Linked DNA regions of Rattus norvegicus: region 1 is linked to region 2. Evidence: chromatin contacts called from public Hi-C data. All regions are on one chromosome and are shown on one strand. The core of a region is the stretch at or near the end of the contact, and the rest is flanking DNA. Distances in the headings are between cores, read along the strand shown. Region 1 has its middle 120 kb from the start of Eipr1. Region 2 overlaps Trappc12 (trafficking protein particle complex subunit 12).

Region 1 (6,541 bases), core at 468-2,967, 180 kb after region 2:
CAGCCCACTTGACCAATACTGGGTCATCCTTCATGCATGCAGGCAACAAGGTAGGAGCTGGGATACATACACTGGCAGGGCCTGGTACCAGTGTGGACCTAAGATGGGACACAGGAGCAGCTGGGAAGCTAGAGTGTTCCGTTCTGGGTCGGGTTGATAAAAGTCACCTTAAGAGCACACGCATGTCTCAGATGGCACCTGGACAACTAAAGATACTGCACATGTGGTGCCTGGCTCACAGGGTGCATGAGCGAGGTGCATAACCCGGGTGGGAAGTGGGGGTAGTGAACCATTATCTGTGGTACTGCAGCTGGGAAAGGGGCAAGTCATCCCCTTCAGGCAGAATGCTCGTGAGGTGCACAGGTGGGCTTGCTCTCCTAGTCATGTTTGAGATAGTTAATGTCCAGAAGGCCCCCAGCCCTTCCTCAGTATATGGAGGTGGATGAGCTTCCCTAAGAGGAATGGACATCTTCATTGAAGAAGAGCAGATCCCAAATCTGTTTCTTAAAGAGCCTCCTCACTCGGTTCCTGAGGAAGTGCCGAGTGTGTAGGTGGGCGGCAGTTTGCTGGTCTGGAGCCTGCCTCTCAGATAAGCTCCGAGTCGCGTAGGAGGCGTCTCCTCGCCTGGGAAACGAAATCACAGTCCCCATTCTGTTCACTTGGGTGTTTGCCTCCACTGAAGGAGACGCACATGACAACAGCCTGTGACAGGCACACACATGGCCAGGATGCACTCTGGCTCTTGGGTGAAGACCGAGGGCGGGCCAGACATGGTGAAACAATCTGAGTGAGCACCTTGACCACATAGCACCACGCTGCCTGCCCATCAGAGGCATCTGCATGACCGGACTCTGTGTCCCTATAGGCAGGGCTGTCAGGACAGGCTAGTGTCGATCTGCTTCTGGTTGTTGGCTTTTGTTGCAAAGAAAGCATGATGAGGTTACCACGGAAGGACAGCCGTGTCTTAGTTCTCTCCAGAGCAGACCCAGTCCTCTGGCTCAGCAAAGGAGGGAGCACCCTGGCCCTACCCAGGTCACCAGCTCACACGGATTCACCACAGGCCGTGCCATGCAGACCCATACTGCTGCTCATGGATCACCGTTGGAATGCCTGTCACCAAGCTGTGATTTAAAGCCACGTATGGCCATAATTCTTAGTTCTCTCGCTCATGCCTGGCAGTTCCTTGGTGCAGTGCCTCAGAGCCTGCAGAGAAATGGCTCTTGTGGGGGCATTGCCCTTCTACACAAATACCATGGAGGTCCACATTGGTCAGGGTTCCCCAAGGTCCTCTGGGGACCACCTCTGGTCCTGTGTAGTGCTGTGCAAATAGCTGTGTGTGACCCAGCACACATTTGTCAGGGCACCCACCAGCCCCCACCATGGTCTCAGCATTAAGGGGCTATACTTTCTGGGCTGGTTTGGTCACTGCTCTGATGCAGAAAATAACTGAGCTGCTCTTGAGGTCTGCAGGTCTGCAGCTATCAGTAATTGTTAAAAGCCTTCCGGACCAATTACACAGAGAGCTGGAGCTAGGAGCACTTGGGCAAATCACCCCACCTCCGGCTCACCTCTTTCAGCTCCTCTTGCTTTGTGACAGTTGCAGCTGGTGATCCATGCCCACCTGTCATGGTAAGTGATGGTGTGGTGCATGAGCTCACTCTTGGTGCTCTGTGCTCCTGAGGTGTCAGCAAACACACAAAGCCAGACACTCAGCACTGTCCTAGTGCTGTTCACGACAGCTGCATGGCCTTGAGGTACACAGGACGTGTCCTGCCCTTCGGCCCCTCTGACTGGAGTCCCCTCGGTGTTCATCACAATGGACAGTTCCTGATTCCTGTTGGTCTCAGGGTGTTCTTGGCAACAGTCTCCCAGACTCGGCAGATGAAGAGCCAGGGTTTTGGGAGCAGCTAAGGCACAGCAGCAGCAGCAGCAGCAGACAGCCTGGTCGACCCTAAGGCTCAGTGCTTTCCCATGTCTTGGCTGCTGGCCTTGTAGGGGGACTCACGGGGCATCGGAGCAGGTCCTGAGTGGAGTGGATAATGCAGCATAGGGATGATAGGTCAGATACTGGGGTATAGGTATTAGGGTAACTGCTAGGGGTCACTAAGACATTAGGGTGGATTCTGGGGTAGATATTCCGGCAGGTACTGTGTGCAGATAATTAGGTAGTGAGATGGGTATTGGGTATACTGCTTGCATTTTTGTGTGGGCAGCAGCATGTGGGCAGCGATGTGCGGGCAATGGCACCTTGGAGGCATACCTAGTACTCTTAACTGGGAACTTCTCTGTTTTGCTGTATTTTTTTTTTTAAGCAGTAGAGTAGGTATTCAGGTAGAGATATTAGGGTGGGCACTAATATAAGTGTTGAGACAGTTACTAACACAGATAATAAAGTAGGTTCTGGGGTGGGTATTGAGGTATATTAGGGTAGGTACCGGGGTGTAGACATTAGGGTAGATGCTGAGGTAGGTAGGCACTGGGAGTAGATGCCAGTGTAGATACCGAGGAGGTGCTGGTGGCTGGCAGGCTGGAGCGCACACTGTTGAGGTAACTGCAGGAGCAGCCAAAGTTCAGAAGAGGATGTAACCAGCTGCCAGCTTTGGGGGCTGAAAACCAAAGCAGCCTGTGCCATCTGAGGCTCCAGCCACCTCACTCGTCCCCACCAGGTGACACTGGCCTTGTCCCTGGGAACAATGGAGAAGGCACTTTTCTGCACAGGATGGGTGGGGCCTCGAACTCAAATTTCTCCAGCATCACTGATTTCTCCAATGTAACTAATGAGTCCCGCAGCTGGGCCCTAAGCCAGAGCCTACAGCCGGGTGTCTATTGTAATGAGCTACCTCAGGCTGCTGGTGGCACCTCCCTCCGGCTGGCCTGAGGCCATCGTTAATGTCCCAGGAAAGGGTGGCCACAGAATCCTGAGTTTTCCCTCAAGTCTCTTTAAGGGACTCTGCAGCCTGTCACTGCTGTCCGTTCTTCATTAGGGATGGCAAGGTGCCATGTCCATATTCCTATGAGGACACGGAATAGCATTGAGCTATCCCGTACCCATCCATCCATTATAGCAGCTCCTCGACTGAGGCTGTCTCCACGATCTCTTGTCCCTGGGAGAATGGCCTCCCTCTTACCACAATCCTGCCCTGCAGCATGCTGCTCGCCTTTTGTGTGGGCAGCGGGGCGTGGGCAATGGCATCTCAGAGGCATACCTGGCTCCCTTAACTGGGGACTTCCTTTTTTTGCTGTATTCTTTTTTTTTTTTAAAAAGCAGGAGTAGGAGTAAGAAATCACATATTTATCATCATATCCCAGTAACAGAACCCAGACCTAAGTAAAGAACTCTAAAGAATGCTTCCTGCTCAGCACCCGGCTTATCTTAAACTGTCGAAGTTGATAGCCCAATCTACTTTTTGATGTAACTATGATGGTTTTAGGAGATTTAGACATGATTTTTTATAGCCCGAAAGAGAAAAATAGAACCAAATATATGATAATGATGAATCCGCCGACTTCTGTGTCTGAAATGGCTTCCAGGCACGAGTTATTGCATAATAATTCATGCCCTGTTGTGTCTTGCTGCTTAATAAGCGTATGGAAAAGCTTGTGGTGGAATTGTCTTTCTATTGCCATCTCAGAGCTGGCTACACTGCAGAGTGTGGGGAGAGCCGAGGAGGCTTACATCCCAGACTGGTGTAGCTGTTAAGGTCGGGGGTAGAGTGGGAGTGGGGCAGGTGCTAAGGACTGAACCCATAGTGCAGGGGCCAGGGGAGAAGGCGCTATTGGCAGAAAGCCCTTTATCCCAAGGAAGAGCATTCCACACAATAGCCTCTGGCTTCTCTGGCTTCAGCCTCCCAGAAGTGTGCATCAGACTCAGTTCTAGGCATGTATTTCAACATTGGTAGCACATACTAGGTGAAAGCCATTAAAACCATTCTTACTGGGTGACAGCCAGACCAGCTTTAGTAGGACAGGGCTTCCCTGCGTTGGATCCTACTGTGTCATACCCTGAACATAGGCCAGGCTGTGGTCCTCCGTGGAAGTGCACCCAGGTGTGCATTGTCCAAGGTGACTCTGTGTCTTTAACCCTCTGCGCTGCATTATTTATTTAATTTCAGCATTGATAGTGAGTGGGTCAGGTGGGTATGATATGCTGGGGGTCTGGGTTTGACTGGTAGGGAGGCTTCCTGATGAACTAGGTCAGGTTTCAAATTTACTTTTCTGGGCAGGAATCTCTAGCCGTAAAACGAAGGTCACATGACCCTTCTCCTGAAGGTGAAGGTGGAGTTCCCTGATACTTGTTAGGGGCCTGGTGTTCCCAAAGCCCTGTGTGAGGTTGGCCACCAGGCCTTCTGGGAGAGGCTGTGCTCTGGTGCACTTGATACACTTAGGCAGTGTGCTACCCAGCAGTGCTGACCTCAACGTCCTTGTCAAGACAAGGAGCTGTGGAGTGAATCCCTGAAGAACACTACAAGCTCGACGATATCTGTGCTGTGGCTTCAGTAGGGTCCTCTGGGACAGCAGCTCTTCACAAGAGTTTGGCCCCACACCCTCCCTTTTATCATGGTTTTGGGCCCTGGCTCATCTCCTTAGCCAGTGACCAGGCTACATTGCCTCAGAAGTCAGAGTGGCCCCTGTAGCATCTCTGGAAGGCCAGTATGTGGTCACCTCTGAGCTTTGTCTTGTCCTTGTCAGGCAGCTGTCAGCAATAGTTGGTCAGTGTGCTGTCATCAGTGCTCAGAGGTACTCAGAGACAGTGCCTGTGACACAGAGGAGGCGGGTACATGGGAAACGCTGAGGAGTAGCCAATCCTGAAGCCTTTGCATGGAGCCTGAGGACTTGCTGTGGCACGCTGTCAGGGAAGCAACAGGGCACAGAGCACTGACCGTCACCGCACAAGGCCTTGCCTTGTCAGGGAGACACTCAGGGTGCGCCTGGGTAAGGTTGCTGCTCTTGGCCTTGCCAGGATCCCTCTGTGGCTGAACTCTAGGTTAGCTAGACTGTACTCCAGAGGGAGTGTGCTGCCCGTCAGCCTGGGGTTCAGGAAGGCTGGGGGTGAGCTATGAAATGAGGAAAGGCTGGGAAAGGTGACAGGCAAAGAGGTTCCTTTGTCCTGTTGCGCTGTTGCAGACTCCTCTATGCTGGGCACATTCCTTCTTCTCAAGCCAAAAGCTGAGATCTAACAAGGGTACTCAAGCCAGCTTCGGTATCCCCAGCTACCTGGAAGACTGAAATAGGGATTACTTGAAACCAGAATTTATACCCTAGCTGGGACAATATATGAGGACCACCATACCGTGCTCCATATTTAAAAAGGAGGGAGGGAGGAGGAAAGAAAGGATAGAGAAATGTGGGAACAGGAGAGAGGGAGAACAGGGAGAGAAGGTTTGCTTCACTGTGTGGACAAGGCCTGCTCCTGGAAGAGGCACCCCTCGTGATGATACAGCAGGCATGGATGCCTGATTTGCGATACCCTGGACAGTGGGCACCATGTGTGCCCCGAGCTTCAGTGCATGGTCATGCTGGTGTATCACACATGTGCATAGAAGTCATGGGATTGTCATGACTCTGACTCTGAGCAGGGACTCAGGAGAGCCCTGCTGGCCCCAAGGTGCCACTGAGCTCATATATACTGTGACCCATTCCACAGGGCATCTAGCTTGAAGTATAGCTAGATGGGTCATACATGTCCACCTTCTTAGTCTTCATACCCATGGCACCGCTCATTCACTGATACGTATTCACTGGTACCATAGTGACCAGGTAACAGCACCACTGTTGCTTGCCAACTGCTGGCCCAGCTGCTGGCCCCCTCCTCCACACTGCACCCCTGCTCAGCACCGTCCAGGATACATGGAGCTTGTGCTGCCTCCCCAAGCTGGGTACTGCATAGAGTGGCCTCATATTCAGATCCTGAAATGGTTTGGACTTCGATAGGGGAAAGATATTTCAAGGAAAGGGTGGAGTGACCTTAGTTAGAGACTCCTGTGGAAGTGAAATTGGAGTGGAGGAGTCAAAGCTCAAGAAAACACATCTGTGAAAACTAATGAATAATCTTAACAGGAAGCAGGTTTGAGCTTGATAAAAAACCTGGTGGGTGTTAGAATCATATTCGATGATCAGTACAGAGTGGTAGATGTCTGGACACTCTATGGACAGGGCTGTGGCAGCTGGCCAGCTGTGTGGCATTCATTAGAGATTATGGCTTCCAGGAGGCTACAGCCCCTGTAACAGGCCTGGCACCATGTTCCCTCCAGGAAGATCTTCTCTTGCTGGATCCCCTGGGTACCTTCTCTCTACTCACTCCAGCTGCTTCTCATAGCTCTGTCCCATTCTCTGGAAAGGGAACTCTAACCCAGGGCACACACACTGACTGTGAGGCTGGGGGAGGGGACGGGTTGAGCAGCAAGTGAAGTGTCAGTATGAGAACAAAGGCTTTGTCCTCCCCAGGAAGACAGCACAGGACCCTATGTGTGCTCCAGTTACTGTGTCTGCACCCAAGCCCTTTCATGTTGGAAGCCTTTAATATGGAAGGCATGTGCTCTAC
Region 2 (6,903 bases), core at 1,531-4,030:
AGGTTATAAAGACAGACGACAAGTAAAATTCCAGTTTGGCAGGGGAAAAAAAATGAAGACTCTCCAGTCTGGTACCTTCAAGTGCAGCTCGTTAAAACTAATTTTATTCAAGGCCTGATGCTCACAAGGAGCCAGACCACACATGCCTTGATTTCCTCTCCCACCACGTTTTGCTGCCTGTCACTGCTGCCCAAGGCCAGCCTGCCTTATTTCTCATTGTGCCAGCAGGTGCACGTGTGAGTGTGTGCAGGTGCACGTGTGTATGTTGTGCATGTACTGTGAGGCGTCAGAAGAGAAGGCTTTTGACAGCTCCTCTGCCTTTGGGAAGCCAGGGGCATGGCTGAGAGGACGCAGCATCCCTGTGCAGCTTGTGGACCTGCTCTCAGACCACTGTCCTGGGGTCAAGGTCGCTGCACAGAGGAGCAGCAGCCAGTCTTACTTCCCTCCAAAAGGTCATGGCCCCTAAGATCCATCCTGGTATCCCCTCTAACCTGGTATGTACCCTTACATTTGACTTCAGTGAGCAAAGGGCAGACTGCCAGCCCCAGTGCTGTACCTGAGTACAGGCCATCTTGACCTGGGCTCCGTTCTGCTCACGATGCTTCTGACAGACAGCTGTGGACAGAGCCAGGGTAGGAGCATGGGGGCCGGTATGCCTCAGTAGAAGCCTGCTAGGATCCTAGGCTTTTTGATTGGCACTCTTGCCTTTCAAACTTGCCCAGGGTCAGGGGTACTTGCTACTGAGGATAGCCCAACAGAAAAGAAACAGGCCATAAATATACCCATTACATATAATTTTTTTTTGAGACTGAGTCTTACTGTATGGTTCTGTATTAACTATAATTATACAGACTCAGTTGGTCTTGAACTCCAAGAGATCCATCTGCTTCGGTCTCCCATATTGGGATTAAAGGTGGGTACCACCATGCCCAGCTTTGATAGGATTTTACAGCTCTCCTAGGAGGCAGGTTAGATCCATAGGGTTCAGACTGATCAGAGAAAGCAGCAGCAGAGAAGGGATTGTCACGTAGGTGCCAGCAGCAACAGTGCTAGCATTTATCAACAAGCCTGAGAGGTCGGGGCGAGCTTGTTAGAAGGCGTATTTAGGGCTGCTGAGGACTTCTAGTTGGTTACTATTCAGTGAAATCATTCATTCTGGGAACCTGGACGGCAGCTGACAACAGCTTCTTGGGGAGTACCCACTCTACTCTTCTGACTACACCCACCTGCCCTTGAATAGAAATACAGACACTCATATGTGGGTAAGATTCATCCTTGCCTGACTTGTACCTAAAAACTTCATTGGCTGAGTGACTGCTAAATCACATTAATGGCTGCTTTGTTGCCAACAAAGGCTTTATGAGGTGTGACCTAAGCAAACAGGAGGCACCCTGTGTGTGGCAGAACAGAAGCCACAGCAGTCAGAATGTTGTGTGGGAGGTAAGGGGATGTGAAGCTGAAGAGTGTCCTGGTTCACTCTAGTGGCACAGGTATCTTAAGGCTCCTGTGAGACCCAAGGATATCACATGCAAGAACAGAGGGCTTTGTCTTGCAAGTGAGTATTCCTGGAAATATATTGTGGGACACTCAGAACTGGAACACATGAGCAGATTTCTTATCATTAAAAGACTGATTAATTAGGTCATTGTTAGCTAGCACAGGCCCCGCTATGCAGCCCAGCTACTGTGGTAATACTGGTTATGTCCACTAGATGGCAGCAGAACGCATGTGCTCGCATCCACTTCACTCAGAACATTTCTTTCACCCCTTTAACTCATGAAAAATCAAGATTAAACCAAACTTTTAATTTAAATTACATCCACTGTGGAAGTATTTTTGAGACATGATAATCTGTCCCGTACTGAGTCTTGGGTGACAGGATGCCACAGGCAGACGTTTGGTGCCTGCCTGTGCCTACACTACTGATGGTATCACTACTGCAGTAAAACAAAGAAACGCATTTTTATTACACTACTTTCTAACACAGCATCTCAGAAATGCAAGCTGAGTGCCCTGCAGCAGAGCAGTGACTTCCTCCCTGAGGAGCTTCAGCTTGTGGTTGGGTACCACCAGTGCTGTAAGCCTAAGCAGGCTTGGCAACCAAGACTCAGAGACGCCCAGGAGACACTGGATGCTCACTGTGTTTTCTAAGGTTGCCACTGGCCACAGCAGTGCTGAGAGGCAGGCCTGTACAGGGGGCAGTGGGACAGAAAGAAGCAGGCCCCTCTTGGCTGAGGGCGGCAGCACACGGGGAGGTGGGGCAGGCTCTGCAATGATGTCACCAGGGAGGCAGCGGAGAGAAGAGACCAGAACAAAGTGGCCCTGCAGGCAACAGACCATGTGCAAATGTCTCAGGCACAGAACTACAAAATCTGTAATGTGTTCAGAAGTGGGAAAGAGCTATGAGGACGATGGCTGGGAGAGATGCTAGGAAACCTGTTCTTCCTGTGTCAAGGTCACCTACCAGATGAGCCTGTCTACACCCAATGTCACACATCACACGTCTGCAGAGGTGCAGAGGATGCACACTGTCCTATGGCTGGGCTGTGGCCACACACTTTCCTGCCAAATGCAAGGAGATGGCCGCATGGAGGGCTGCCAGTCGGGCTAAAGCGAGGGGTACGTCTTTCCACTTGGTAAGCTGCCCGCTGGCGGACGCTCAGTCAGAGCAGGATGACCTTGGCTGTGGGAGGAGTGATGAGCTGTCTCACCACAGCTCGGAAGGTGTTAAAGGCACTGCTCTGGGCGTCTGCTGCTGACAGATTCTGTGGCGGCTTCAGTGCCTGCAGCTGGCAGCAAGGCCGCCAGCTCTGTGGCAGGCCCCCCGTGCCCAGGGCGGGAGGCAAGCCAGGCATGGGACGTATTCAAAATGAGAGAGAAGCCTGAAGACACGGCTGCCTGCGCTGGCAGGGCCTGGGTGGAGAATAGACTGGAAATACAGTGACTGACAGCCCGGCTGGGCTCCCTGATTCACACTGGCTCCTCAGGTGCAAAGCTCAGAGAGAGCTTCTCACAAGTGGGTCTGGTGGGAAAGCCTGCCGTCAGATGTCAAAACCATCAATCATTTAAAAAAAATGACCCTCACACTAAAACAGGCAGAACAAAGGACACTTTTCTGGATGGAGTTCAGAGGAAAACGGGGGGGGGGGGTGGTGGTGGTGGTGGAATGAGCAGTTTTAATTAGAACATTTAGACCTAGGCCCGTGCAATTAAATTCAGTAATATAAACTGTTTTCTGTGGAAATTTTAAAGTGACAAGTTAGGCCCCCAAGTGAGAGTTAACTCTACTGAGCAATCTAGGCCATGATGAACACTGCCGGGGCCCACGGCTCACTTCCTTGTCAGGCCTGTCGGAACACACAGCACCTCTTGCAGCCTCCAGCTGACACTGTCTGCTAGAACAAGGTGCACTACAGCTCAGCCGCCCACATACCTTCATCAGGAGCAGACAGTTTGCCATGGAGTACAGCACTCGGCCCAGACGAGACCTCCACAGCTGAACAGAGGCTGCAGGAGAGAGAGGTGTGAGTGTGCACAAGCAACTGTGCTCCTGCGAGCGAGCTGGCAACTGCCGCACCCCATGTGCTGGAACGAAGCCCCCGCCTCCCAGTCTATCCTCACCAGGTCTCACCCTATGCTTCACTGGACACAGGAGACAGTGTTCTCAGTGGGATGCCCAGAGTGGGCTCCCATAAGAGACCATCTGCACAGACGCAGCAGGAAATACAGCCCAGCTTAGACAGAGGCCAAGCAATAATCGGGAGCCCACAACCCTACTCCTGTGAGCATGTCTGATGCAGACACAGCACGTCTGCTGCCCAGGGTCGAGGCTGACCCATGCACACAGCCCGCCTGTGTCCAGCAGCTGCATGGAAGCTGGGTTTAGTGGCAGTTTTGTCTCTGCAGCCTGGAACGGACCACTTTCCTAGGCCTTTAGTTTCAGATAGGAACAACACTGGTCTGCCTTTCTCACAGGCTTTACTGAGGGTGGACACCGGTAGTGGCCACAAAAATGCTCCATGGATAGAAGGATAGAAGCACTCCCACTCGAAGACAGGATATGTCTGGTAGCCACAATTATGGATGCAGCAGACAAACAGTGCACCTCTCTGCTCAGGTCTGATACCAACCATCTCCTGGTTCAGAACCTTCTCTGACCATCTCTTCTTTGGTTCTCAAACTGGCTCTATGTGAACTCACTGTGCTTGGAATGATCCCTTCATAGACATTTGATGTGAGGGGAGGGCTGACTGATCGTTCTTGGGATCATCAGGAGTAAGAGCTGAGGTGCACTGCCTGCATCAACTCGGGCAAACAGATAAGTCTCAGAGTCTAGTTATCAGCAGGACATACTCACGTAAATGCACACACATGCATGCACACATGCACACACACACACACACACACCCATGCCACACATGCATACATTACATATCAATTACCTGGTACGCAGCACACATACACACCTGACCCTTCACACCCAGGGAATCATAAACTGAAAGGGACTGGCTGGCTCCTTGCTGGGGTATTCAGCATACTGTAGCCAGAATAACTGCTATGGTAGAAATGTACTGGGGACATAATCCTTAAAGCCACATGTTGATGGTTTATTTATGTATTAATTATCACTATTACTACTATTGTTGTTGTTTCTGGAGATAGGGTTTGTCTGTGTAGCCCTGCTTTGTAGACCAGGCTGGCCTTAAACTTACAGAAATCTGCCTACCTCAGTCTCTCAAGTGCTGGGATTAAAAATGTGTGGCACCATGCCTGGCCTCACTGGTTTTATAACGGAGCTAAGAAGACACTTCCTTGTCTCATCGTGTGCTGCCTACTTCCTGTTACAATGCAGAAGACCTCGCCACATGCCAGCACCATCTCATGGGCATCCCAGACTCCAGAACCGTAAGCCAGGTACGACTCTCTCCTTTATAAATTAACCAGAGCTGGGTACTTCATTACAGCAAACGGAATCCTCTTAGCGGCTGATCTGCCCCTACAGTCCACCATGTGTCCACAGGTGACTGACTGCCAGTCAAGGTAGCATGACAGATCGGGATGTTCAGCCACTGACAGTTCACACTGTGGCTCCCTTCCCCTCCTGTTATGCAGATCTGCCCAGCCAAATGGAAAGTCCCAGTGCACCAAGGAGCTGGGCTGGGCCATCCTCAGCCTGTTTGTATTTCTCATCATTGGGTAAAACCCCTCGTTCTTCCTCTCGTCTACCCAGAGTAGATGCTACCTGGGAAACGGGGGAAGGGATCATTCACTGTTGGGTAAGAGTGGGAACCAATTGTACTGCTGAGCCTTGCAAACCTGAGTGATCAGTGTTCAGCTATCAGAAGGGCAATGCTCACCTTGCCTGCTTTCCTGGGTGACACTGCTCAGACCACCGTCTTCAGCTAAGCCTTGCTCCAAGTTGGCCAGGATCTGCAGACATTTCAAACAAGGACAACAAAATTGTAAGTGGATTTGTGGCTGCGCTGTCATCATAAGTTTCAGACACAGCAAATTTCTCTGGGTGAAAACCAATCAGGCAGGGAATGTTCACAGAGACTCGTCTATTGCATTGTGATGTCGCCCAGTTACCAGGAGGTGACGAGGAGAGTGGAGCCCTATTCTCTGGTGGAATTTAGGCTTGTGAGACTCGCAGAGCCTTCTCAGACACGGAACACAGTGGGTGTCCAGCTTTTCTTTTCATGAAAAGCATCACATGTGCTGCACACAAGAGTGGTTAACTTCTGTGGGAACATCAGCCCCGCCCTCCTCCAGGGTGCCACCCAGCTTACAGTCTTTCCTTTAGCACTGGGTCCATTCTGTGAAGCTGTCACTTTGCATAGTTTTTATTGTTTGGTTAAAACCTTCCTTTGTTTCATCTGTATTTGGGTTTTCCCTGAAAGAAAAGCTGCTATGGTCCCTGTGGTGTGAGGAAAAGATTAATTATTATTGGTATTATTATTATTACTTTGAAGGGTAGAGTGAGAATATGTGTTAAGAATAGTCTATGTGTAGGAGAACCCTGCTTTCCTCCCCCACCTGCTTGGTGACGTCACCCCAGCAGTTACCCCAGGAGGCGGGTAGGCAGTGGAAGACACCACTGCGTGTCATCTCTCCACTCATGCATGCCACACTGGGCACCCTCCTTTGTAAAATCATTATTCTGTATGAGCAAGAGAACAATTAGCTGTGGACTGTGACTTGGGAAACACTTGGGGCTCAGGACTGTGACCTCTGAGAGATTCAGGGGACAGACACAGGGTTAAAGACTTGGAGGGAAGGATGTGACCTTGGAGGGAAGGATGCCAGATCCAACCAGGTCAAATGACATTTCCAGCTAATCTGTCTTCTGATGAGTAATCATGACGGCAGAAACTGACAAGGGAATAAAGTCTTAATCCCCTAGGCTGGAGTGGAGAGAGCCAGGAAGAAAGGGAAGGGATCCGGGACAGCAGAGGGCACCAGCATTCAGGACTGAGTCTGAGAGCTCAGTGAACTAGGACAAAGGCTGACATTTACATCTAGGGAAACACACACACACACACACACACACACACACACACACACACACACACACACACACACACACAACTGTGTACCAGGCTACCACACCATGTATCTCAGAACATACTCAATCTCTGTACTAGGCCTTCAGGGCTGGGGGAAGGCTGCATCCGTGGAGCCCTGGAGAGCTCAGCCAGCACCCACTGGGAGGGTGGAACCTGCCTGCTGTTCTGGCTGTGAGAAGTGGGGTACTTCAGAGGATCAGCAGCAGAGAATCAGGGAACATGGAGGGGCTTCCCACTGCCGTGTATGAGGCAGTGCAAATGGAAGCTACTGGCAGTGGAGGTGGGAAAGGCAGAGCCACCGAGGATCTACTGCCTGTTCTGGGCTCTCCTGGCCTTG

Evidence for each region. Hi-C and Micro-C count contacts between places; a contact is called where the count stands out from the background.
Region 1: a Hi-C map of frontal cortex shows a contact between it and region 2, with 1.9 times the contacts expected there. The contact joins two enhancer-like sites.

The regions. Positions count from the first base shown.
Region 1 is chr6:51,234,669-51,241,209 of GRCr8, forward strand. No RefSeq gene overlaps it. Among named protein-coding and RNA genes, the nearest start is that of Eipr1, 120 kb to the left of the region's middle. Within about 2 kb of position 1,718, at least 20 of the 93 cell types and tissues checked have an H3K27ac peak or open chromatin away from gene starts, as enhancers often do.
Region 2 is chr6:51,057,366-51,064,268 of GRCr8, forward strand. It overlaps Trappc12 (trafficking protein particle complex subunit 12), which reads right to left. Exons shown (of 12, transcript NM_001398781.1): 7 at 5,358-5,430; 8 at 3,434-3,507. Among named protein-coding and RNA genes, the nearest start is that of Adi1, 26 kb to the left of the region's middle. Within about 2 kb of position 2,781, at least 34 of the 93 cell types and tissues checked have an H3K27ac peak or open chromatin away from gene starts, as enhancers often do.